2 separate regions of the Sus scrofa genome follow, and region 1 is linked to region 2. Evidence: chromatin contacts called from public HiChIP or PLAC-seq data. All regions are on one chromosome and are shown on one strand. The core of a region is the stretch at or near the end of the contact, and the rest is flanking DNA. Distances in the headings are between cores, read along the strand shown.

The links. HiChIP or PLAC-seq counts read pairs in DNA pulled down with a chosen protein or histone mark.
Region 1: an H3K27ac HiChIP or PLAC-seq map of alveolar macrophages shows a contact between it and region 2. The contact joins the promoter of RPS26 here to the enhancer-like site in region 2. A contact is called at or near these places in 1 of 5 promoter capture datasets (liver), 19 of 47 Hi-C or Micro-C datasets (alveolar macrophages, blood, brain and 12 more) and 2 of 2 datasets of contacts at active chromatin or transcription factors (alveolar macrophages and skeletal muscle).

Annotation. Positions count from the first base shown.
Region 1 is chr5:21,428,915-21,433,998 of Sscrofa11.1, reverse strand. It overlaps RPS26 (ribosomal protein S26), which reads right to left and starts at 2,343. Exons shown (of 4, transcript NM_001097481.2): 1 at 2,317-2,343; 2 at 1,879-2,056; 3 at 649-779; 4 at 308-413. The coding sequence starts at 2,319. The coding sequence ends at 378.
Region 2 is chr5:21,338,678-21,344,006 of Sscrofa11.1, reverse strand. It overlaps DGKA (diacylglycerol kinase alpha), which reads right to left. Exons shown (of 24, transcript NM_214032.2): 5 at 5,223-5,297; 6 at 4,716-4,765; 7 at 4,278-4,352; 8 at 3,963-4,082; 9 at 3,736-3,850; 10 at 3,071-3,159; 11 at 2,821-2,940; 12 at 2,528-2,626; 13 at 2,272-2,355; 14 at 1,985-2,058; 15 at 1,773-1,847; 16 at 1,022-1,107; 17 at 841-930. Among named protein-coding and RNA genes, the nearest start is that of DGKA, 9.7 kb to the right of the region's middle. Within about 2 kb of position 2,821, at least 14 of the 83 cell types and tissues checked have an H3K27ac peak or open chromatin away from gene starts, as enhancers often do. A contact at or near this core is called in alveolar macrophages and retroperitoneal adipose tissue, where this site is marked.

The DNA of each region.
Region 1 (5,084 bases), core at 1,094-3,593, 90 kb before region 2:
GCTTCCTGATGAGTTCCTCACAAAACTCCTTATCCTGTTCTTAGAACACCAGTTTACGCCAACATGCCAGGTTGAATTAACCTAATACAGATGCTTTAACTCCTCTCCCCCATAGCTATGCAAATTGGGGAGGTCAAAGACAGAAATGTAAGAGAAACACAGGAGTTGAGGTTTAACTTACATAACCACCCTGGCCTCCATGAAAAAGACTATGTGACACTCCAGAGTTCAATATGTGGTGAAGTTACAGTTCCTGTAACATACACAACCCCCATTATATCTGGCAACACACACTCAACATGCCATATTAAGTATAGTCTCCATTTTATTGTCTTTTTAAAGGATAGAATTCCTTCAGTCTCTAAGAACTCAGTTCCTTACATGGGCTTTGGTGGAGGTCGTGGGGCAGCACCCTGAAAGACAAAAAAAATGGAACAGTAAATTAAAGAGTCTCCCTTAAAGAACTTGACCACTGCCCTCCTACCACTAACAATGTATCTGGGCCATAAATGCATGGAAAACCAACACACATCAAAGATTACGCTACTCAATCTGAACCAGATTCTAACCACTTTTGATATTCCTTGAGTCCTCGTATGTGTCTTTCCCCCATCACCCCTCTGGCTCCCACACCTTTTACATACTCACCGCAGGTCTAAATCGGGGTGGAGGTGTTCTATCCTTCCGGGCTTCACGAGAACGATTCCTGACTACCTTGCTGTGAATGGCACAACTCACGCAATAATGTAGTTTCACATACAGCTTGGGAAGCACATAGGCTAAGAAACAGAAAATTTAGAGGTATGATATCATGTATTGCACACCCACCTCACGCAGTTCTTTCTTGTTCATTCTATCAGGCAAAAGTAAACATACCCAGGAGTTCCCTGGTGGCCCCGCAGGTTAGGGACCTGGAATTGTCACTGCTATGGTGCAGGTTCAACCCCTGGCCTGGGAAGTTCTCAAGTTCGGTCATTTTTGGGGGGGGGGGGGAGTAAACAGGAGTTCCCGTCGTGGCTCAGTGATTAACGAATCCGACTAGGAACCATAAGGTTGAAGGTTCGATCCCTGCCCCCTCTCAGCGGGTTAACGATCCGGTGTTGCCGTGAGCTGTGGTGTAGGTTGCAGAAGCGGCTTGCATCCCGTGTTGCTGTGGCTCTGGCGAAGGCTGGCAGCTACAGCTCTGATTCGACCCCTAGCCTCCATACACCGCAGGAGCAGCCCAAGAAATGGCAAAGAAACAAAAACAAAAAAGTAAACAAACTCATTTAGGCATATCTACAAGATTTCACTCCAAAGAGCTACTATTCACTTTCTGACACCTAAAAACATAGTTTCACGAATAAACACCCCCTTACTAACCCATCCTGTCATCATGGGAATCAAATTCACACCACAGATGTTATACCACCAAGAATCTAGTTTCTTCAACAATCACATCAGCCCTAACACCGTCCAGGGCCCCCGCCTAAAAAAGCTCACTGTCTCTAAAAAGAAAAACGATTAAAACAACATCATATTGCTCCAAAGATCACCCTCGTGAACCTAAGTAGACATGCTTCCTTTCTTAAATGACTCAGTGAGCACTACCACAAAAAGGCTCCCTCCCCAGACACAGCTCAAAGTGGCAAACGCAGCAAAGATTCAATTCTCTTCTACCGACAACCTTAAAAACACAAGGAGATTGCTCGGACACTACTACGACAAAGCCTGTGCACCGCACGGGTTGGCGGGGAGAGGTGGTTTTAGGTCTTAAAGTATGTATGTACAGCTTTCGGCCTCATGTGGAAGTTCCTCGGCCAGGGATCGAATACGCGCCACAAAAAAATTACACTTCTTAAATATTAAGATACCGATTCGCCCCGGGAGCTCACTCACCATCGAAAACGCTCGCTTCGGAAATGTCCCTGACCGCCGCGGCCTCTACAATGTTCCGAATAACGAACTTCTTAATGGCCTTATCCTTGGGCACGCATCGGGCACAGTTGGTGCAGCGAATAGGCTGCACGTGGCCGCGGCCCTTTTTGGCACGGCCATTATTCCTTCTTTTCTTGGTCTGCATCAGGATGAAAACACCATTAAGAAGGGCTCGCAACTTACCCAGCCTTAGACCCCTTCCGGCCACATTTCCCGCCGGCAACCACCAGAAGAGCCACTCAGATCTCCAGTCCCTCCGCAAACCCCCCCAAGCCTGGAACAAACATATGCTCTTTCCATTCCTTCACCGTAGTCCAGGTTTTAAAACCCCCACAATCTCATCTGGCTCACACTCAGCCTTCACCCGGCCCCAATCGTTCACCACGCGCCATAACTCACCATCTTGGAAGCGAAGACGCGAGAGAGGAAGTGGCCAACGGCTCGGCTCTCTTATATAGTGCGAGATCCCTCCGCTCACGCCGAGGGATTCCTCCTAGACGGCTCCTGGACGCACGCCAAGGACGGCAATCACCTTTATTCAAATGTTATTTATTATTCAGCGTTTCTGCTGAAATCTATGGTAGAAAGGTGTTTCTCGAGTTTATTTTTCCGTGGCACAAAGTGACCAAGGGACTATTTAACCTGCTGGCGGAAGAAAATTACGGTTATGTGTTTCCCAGCAACCTTTGCAACACCTTACCCCGGACGTAATTCTGGGCATTTATCTGTATTTTGCGACGCAAGGCGGGGAAGTTGCCCGGCGCAAGACCGCTTGTCACACTGCCTATTAGAGGTCGGAGGGGAAGAGATGCATGGTGGGAGTTGTAGTGCGGAGTTGGCAGTCCCCAGGCCCCAAGCCCTTAAACGGAAGGCGACATCACTCCACCGGCCACTGGGGGACGCTCTCTGCTCGTTTCTTTGGTGCATGACAGAAAAGGAAGATGTTGGGGGCGGGAGGCTGGGGGAAGAATAAAACATGTTATTAGTTCCTCCTTCTAATACTGAGAAAACCCAGCAGGGAGGAGTCATGGACAAGTGCATCGGTGCTAGGGCTATTTCTCATTCACCTTTTTGTTCCTGGATCTTGCAAACATAGTGCCAGGCACTGTAGTAAGCACTGTATAAATATTAACTCAGTTAACCCTCAACAAGTCTACAAGGAAGCTTCTAATATTATCCTTACATTACATGGGAATTCCCTAGAGGTTCAGGGATCCCACGACAGATTGAAAAACTGAGGAGTAGAGAGGTTAAAACTGAGGTTGCCCAAAGTTACAGGGAGCTAGTAAGAGGTTTCTTGGCTCCACTGTACTATGCTTTCTCTTACCTAAGAAACAAATAAGTGGATGGAGGTATAAGTTGGACTGGTGACCTAAATGATTTGACTTACACTCCTAGTAAAAATATATTTTACTTTGGTACTCAATACATATACAAATACAAATACACACACACACACACAAAACTGAAACAAAAATTTCATGAAACAAAGCCCTTATGACATAAGGTGCGCTGGTATTTTCTATTTTATTTTAATAAGTGTTCATCAATTCCCATTAAGGTGATTTCACCACTCATTGATGACTCTGGCCTCCTATTGAAATGTACCTTGTTATTTATGTTTAAGTTCCATTTACCTCTTTTTTTTTTTTCTTTCTTTCTTTTTTTTTTTCTTTTTAGGGCTGCACCCAAGGCATATGGAAGTTCCCAGGATGGGGTTGAATCAGAGCTGCAGCTACTGGTCTACACCACAGCCACAGCAACACGAGATCCAAGACTCCTCTGCAACCTACACTGCAGCTCACGGCAATACTGGATCATTAAACCCACTGACAAGGACCAGAGATGGAACCTGAATCCTCCACGGTTACTAGTCGAATTCTTAACCTGCTGAGCCACAATGGAAACTCCTCCATTTACATCTGAAGAGCCTTCAGAAACTCTTAAGCTTGAGCAGGAATCGCTATACATGGGTAGCCAACCATTCAGTTGTCTCCAAAATTGAAGAAACTTGGGTGTCAGAAGGACCTCCCACTATTTAGACCCGAGCTGGTATAGATTGAGACCAATACTTCATTCATGAGTCATTCTGGAGTCTGACTACACCAGGTTCACTTTGCCTCCAACAACACATCATAGTTTCTGTTAATCTCTAACCCCCTTTATTGGGGTTAAAATAAATGTATTTTCTTTTCTTTTTTTTTTTTTTTTGGCTTTTTTTGCTATTTCTTTGGGCAGCTCCCGCGGCATATGGAGGTTCCCAGGCTAGGGGTTGAATCGGAGCTGTAGCCACCGGCCTACGCCAGACCCACAGCAACGAGGGATCCGAGCCGCGTCTGAAACCTACACCACAGCTCACGGCAACGCCGGATCGTTAACCCACTGAGCAAGGGCAGGGACGGAACCCGAAACCTCATGGTTCCTAGTCGGATTCGTTAATCACTGAGCCACGACGGGAACTCCCTAAAATTTATTTTCTAACTTTTTTTGGGTCATTTTTTTGCCATTTCTTGGGCTGCTCCTGTGGCATATGGAGATTCCCAGGCTAGGGGTTGAATCAGAGCTGTAGCCACCAGCCTACGCCAGAGCCACAGCAGCTCGCATCTGAGCCTCGTCTGCAACTCACACCACAGCTCACACATGGCAATGCCAGATTATTAACCCACTGAGCAAAGCCAGGGATCGAACCCGAAACCTCATGGTTCTTTGTTGGATTCATTAACCACTGCGCCACAACGAGAACTCCTTATTTTCTAACTTTTATTTTGGCTTTAAAACCACTATATTCATAGGCTATTTTGAGTTTCTGTTTGATAGTTTCAATGGGGCATGGAAAATGATAGATTCTAGATAGAAGTATCTCTAATTTTCACCTCGATATCATGGAAAATACAAGGCAGACAGTATCGTATGGAATGGCAATGAGGTAGATAGAATAGAAAAAAGTTCAGTGAAGGGGACAGAAAATAATTAATATTTAAGACAGAACAAAGTTAATGTTCCTATGTTGGCTTTTCTTTGGATTTTCATAGCCCAGAGGTTTTACTGGCTGGATTACTGGGATTAAGAGATAGACGCAGACTTTGGAGTAACATAGCATACTCTAGGTTCAAATCCACGTTCTGTCACTTACTGACTGATAAGTGTTGGATAAGTTACTTATTCTC
Region 2 (5,329 bases), core at 1,572-4,071:
TCCCTAGTCGGATTCATTAACCACTGAGCCACGATGGGAACTCCACACAATGACTTTTCTTTTCTTTTTTTTGCTTTTAGAGAAGGGTTTTTATTTTTGTTTGTTTGTTTGTTTTTATGACTTCTTTATCTAATGATACCATCCCTCGACCTTCCTCTTTGAAAGGAAAGAGACTAGAAGTGGGAGCTCAGTTAGGAGTCTGTCACAACAGACTTGGGAAAAATTATGATGAATGAATGAATGACCCTTGATTACAGTTGACTCTTGAGTAACGCAGTGGGTTAATTCATGTTTAACTTAGAGTAGGCCCTCTGTAGCCATTGTTCCTCTGCATGCACGGACCCAACCAACTATGGACCGTATAGCCCTGTGGTATTTACCACTGAAAAATACCCACATATGAGTAGACTAGCTCAGTTCAAGCCCATGTTGTTCAAGGATCAACTGTGATTGGTTGAATAAATGAATGAATCATGGCCAAGCTCCCTGCTAACTCCATCACTCAGCATCTGGCTTCACTCTTATAAAACCTTCCTTATTCTCACATTGTCCTCTCCACCCCTATATTCTTTGATTCTCTGAGCCTTAAGACTCAGGAAGAAACAGAAGGATATTTTTAGGTTTATGGAGAAGAGGACTGTCACCCTTGACCCTTCCAGGTTCAGACGGTGGTCCTTGCTTTTTCCAAAGCTCTTTTTCCTTTGGGACAATCCACGTGTCTTTGTCTCTCTTCTCCACCGACCCTCTTTCTACACCAGATGCCTAGATGTCTTCTCTATGTGCCTGTCCCTTCCTGCCCAACTTCCCCATTCCCCAGGAAAACAATTTCTAAACACTTACCTCCTCCCCATCTTAGGCAACGAGCTAGATCATTTCCAGTGCCCAGGGGCAACACGGCAACAGGAGGCACAAAAGGCAAGTTGGCTTTGTCTGAGGAGGCAGGTGATGAGATGGATGGAGGAAATTAGCTCTGGAAGGCCACTGCCCCTGTGCCCTGCCCAGAGCCTCTCCCTGCACTGACCGATGGTCTCTAGGATCCAGCCTACTGTGCCATCTCCGCCACACACCAAAATCCGGTAATCAGGAACCTCTCTGAAGAATCTGAGCCTGAGACAAAAGGTGAGAGAGAAGATGAGGAAGGATAACAGGACTGAGGCTGCCCAACTCCTGCACAGGCAGAGTGCTTCCTGTCTCTCATTTCTTACAACCCCTATCCCTCCACACCCGCTTCTTTTTGTTTTTTAGGGCCGAACCTGCAGCTTATGTAAGTTTCCAGGCTAGGGGTCCAATCAGAGCTACAGCCACCCCCCTACACCAAGGCCACAGCAACGTGGGATCCAAGCTGCGTCTGCAATCTACACCACAGCTCACGGATCCTTAACCCACTGAGTGAGGCCAGGGATTGAACCCGCATCCTCATGGGTCCTAATCAGGTTTGTTAACCACTGAGCCATGAAGGGAACTCTTACAATCCCTTTTCCTTTTGTCAAAAGGCTTGTTTCTATTAAGGGTAGAGAAAAAAATACAATGGGGAAAACTATAGCCACTCAGTGGGGAGGGAGAAACTCGTATTTACATCCTTTGAGAGCAGAACAAAGATGAGCCAGAGTATTCAGAGATGGGGATAAGCAGTAAAAGCAGCCCTCTAAAGTCATTTCTTGGGCTGCCATAGCCCTCCCCTCCAAACATGCACTCTCTCCTACTCTCTTCCACCTTACGCAGATAGGCAGGGGCACAAAAACACTGAGATAGAGTCCCTAACCTCTACTTACCCTGGCTCAGGACCGTCCTTGAGGAGGTTGAACACTTGTCGAGGGTTTAGTAGATACTGGAATTTCCAAAGCACCCTACGTGGGGACAAAGGAGAGCTCATGGCAGGGAATGGATATTCTGTACCCCACTCTCTTGATGTCCTCCTCAGGGCATGTCCCCTCCATTACACATAGATTCCCAAACTCTGAAGACCCTGGACATGGCTTCGTACCTCTCCCCTTGCTTCCCGCCACTCTTGGGGTTGACAAAGACCAGAAGTGGGTGCGTGTTAGAAACGGGGTCAATCTGCATTGAGGGAAGAAAATAAGGAAAGCAAGATTTTGCCAGAGTGAGAGGGGCCCTGAAGACAGGGGCAGAGGGCTGGCATTCCCCCCACGAGGTTCTCCCTTCCTCTACCAGGGAGGGGCTTCTGGAGAGCAGGCCCCATTCCCCAAGTTTCCCACTTTATTCCCCCCCATGAGGTCCCCACCACAAAGCCCGAGCCTCTTAGCCCTGTACCCGCAGAGCCTCAGAGGTGCTCAAATTTAAATCATCTGTGGTCTTCTGGCTTGTTTTGCTAACTTTACGTTCCTGTCCAGAGGCCTGAGAAGGGAGGAGAGCAGAGAGAAGGGAAACTGCATTGTGTGACTCTATAAACAGTTCAGAGTCTGACTTGAATCCTAAAAATATAGGCTTTCGGCTCTAAATGACATTGTGGGTCCATGTGTAAATTGAGGAAACACTCCTGTCCCCAGCTGCTGCCCAAGGGTCTCACCAGGACACTGGGATAGATGGAAGATGGAGGCAGGATGTGATCACGGAGCAGCCCGCAGTCACACTCATGGCCCATGGCTGGTAGGCAGTCATCATGGATCTGAAAGACAAGGCAGGCACGGAGGGATCATGGAGGGAACCCCATCACCTCTTAACTTGGGGTCTGGTACTCAAAGAGTGGCGTCAGGAGCAGGGCAACTGTGGTGCAAGGGAGATGTGCTGGAGGAGGCCGGGAAAGCAGGCAGTTTAGGGAGGTCCCCAAAGCAAGGCTGGAGGGATAGCTCCAGAGCTGACCTCTAGGTGGCACCACACACAATGCAGCCCAACCAGACTGTGGTAGATCCGGATCTTTTTCTGACAGCGGTCGCAGCGCCCAGATTCACAGCCTCCTCGGACCCACACATGTGTTTGGACCTTAGGGAGAATGGCAGTCCCTTGTCTGAGAGGGTCTGAACAGAGACTTAGGGAAAGGCTGAGGGCAGCAGTGGGCTAAGGGCCAGGGCCAGGATGTGGGTGGTGATGGAATGGGCATGGGGTCACTCACACCAATGTCCTTCCGAGACTTGGCATAGGTGCTGACTTCACAGGGCAGGGCCTTCATGGCACACTGGTCATGAACAGTGTATTTACATACTGGGCAAGAGGGAAGAAGGTCAGAGTCTTAGGTGCAGCCCCTCCTCCTATTTCCTCCTTAACTGCGGCTAAGCAGAATCACTTACTGAAACAAGACCTCCAACCCCTGGCTGTGAGGGTGTGGTAAAGAGTTAAAATTTAGGGTGGGAGCTCACCTCGGAGACTTGTGCCTTTTGCTCACTCTTCCCCCTAAAAGAGCAATCTCTACCAAACACCCAACCCTACTCCATTCATATGACAGGAACTGAGCTGGACGATGTAAAGAAGGTTCAGATATAACAAGAACGATGACGACAAAAATAATAATAGCTAACTTTTATTGCAGACTTAAGAGTATATACATGCACTGCATGAAGCACCTTTCTTGCATCAACTTATTTAATGCTCACAGTTACTTCATTTTCAGCTGAACAAACTATGACTTAAAGAAGGTATGTGGCTTTCCTCAAGGTCACATAACTAGTCAGTGGCAGAGACCAGGATCCAAACCCAGGTGTCTCTAAGTTCTGAGTGCCGTGTTCCCCCAGATAGCCCGGCTGCCCTTCTGCTCCCACGCTCCCAGGCCCCATCACTCACGGTTACAGCTCAGCCCCTGTTTGCCAAGACCAATGCTCGACTCGCACAGGTTGCAGTAGACTGGTCGGGGGAACCTCTTGGGTCTCCACATGTGCTGCCCATTGTCCTTCAAGGTCTGGGAGGGCACAGCAGATGCTGGGGAGTGTCTAAGCCCTTAGAGGGCCAACCTCTGGCAAGCACAACCCAAGGCTACTGTTTTACCCATCCTCACCATCTCTCCTACTCACCATCTCCAGACCCAGCAACACGAGCAATGGCACAGTGGTGGCCCCAGCCCGGAGCCACTCAGCTAGGGAGACAGAGCCACTTCCATCATAGTCAATCTCTTTCATCATCTCCTGTAGAATCTGAGCAGAGAATGGGGGGGTGGGTAGACTTTGGGTGTGAGTAGCCCTTCAGATCTGACACCTCTCCAGCCAGCCTAGCCAGCCTAGCCAGCCTAGACAAGGGCACCAGACTGCCTGTCAGAGATGGGGTAAGGCTGATGAGGGATGTACCAGGGAGAAGGTATAAGAAGAAACATGCAGGAAAAATCGCCTTACCGGCCTCAGCTCAGACACATCCCAATCCAGGTATTCAGCCATTCGCATCATCTGTATGATGATTCTGTCCACTTCCTGGGGGCCAAGAGGATAAGAACCACAGCCATATCCCACCTCACTACCATCACCCAAACTCTCCTCTAGAAATCAGGGTCCCTGAATTCCACCCGCAGACCCCCTCTCATTCTCAGGTGCCTCTGCCAAGTAAATGAATGTCTATGTGTGTTCGTAGGTTTGCAAGGCAGCCCCCAATTCATGTCTCCAGCATCCTCTTCTAAGGGTCAAGAGCTTGGGGCCTGCTCCCAAATTTAGTCCTACTAGACTCAACTTCTCCCTCTAGCTTCCTCTCTTTCTTAAGATCCTGGAAGAGTTGGGACAGGAGAGCACAGACAAATGGACACATACTCCCTTGCCCAGCATACAGGTCCCCCAACTCACTGAGCTGTCCAGGATCCCATTTCTGTCCGTGTCGTACAGCTTGAAGGTGACTGTGGGGTGTTTTAGGGGGCCAGGGTCAGTTTGTGAGGGATATCCAGAGAACTCATAACAGAATACAGGGGAAACAAAGAGATAAGGAGAAACCTTTTGGATGAAGAGCCCAGGACTTGGGGCTGAGACTGAGACAGCAGACAAAAAGGGAGGGGAAACAAGCCTGGATTCCACCCTCACTGCACCTGATAGGGCAGACGATCCGTACCTCCCAAGAACATCCCCGGCCACCCACATGACAATACACAAGACATGGGAACGGGGGTGACTAAGGCAGATGGCATTAGGTATAAGGAGCCTGGGGAAACAGAGGAAATGGGTCCATTCTCTGGCCCCACCTTTGTCTGGCCCTGTCAGCCTTTAGGAATCCTGAAAAAATGAGGGAAGGAAGGCTGGGGGAATACCCTCTCTCCTTTCATCTTTCTTCCCCTCTCCCAGTCCAGAATGGCAACTCACACTCTAGCTTGTCTTCTGGCCGGCCGCCCTCCAGAAGGGAGAAGTAGCAGGAGACATCACTGAGACACACCACATCTGGTTACAAGAAAGTACAGCAGATCTGAGGT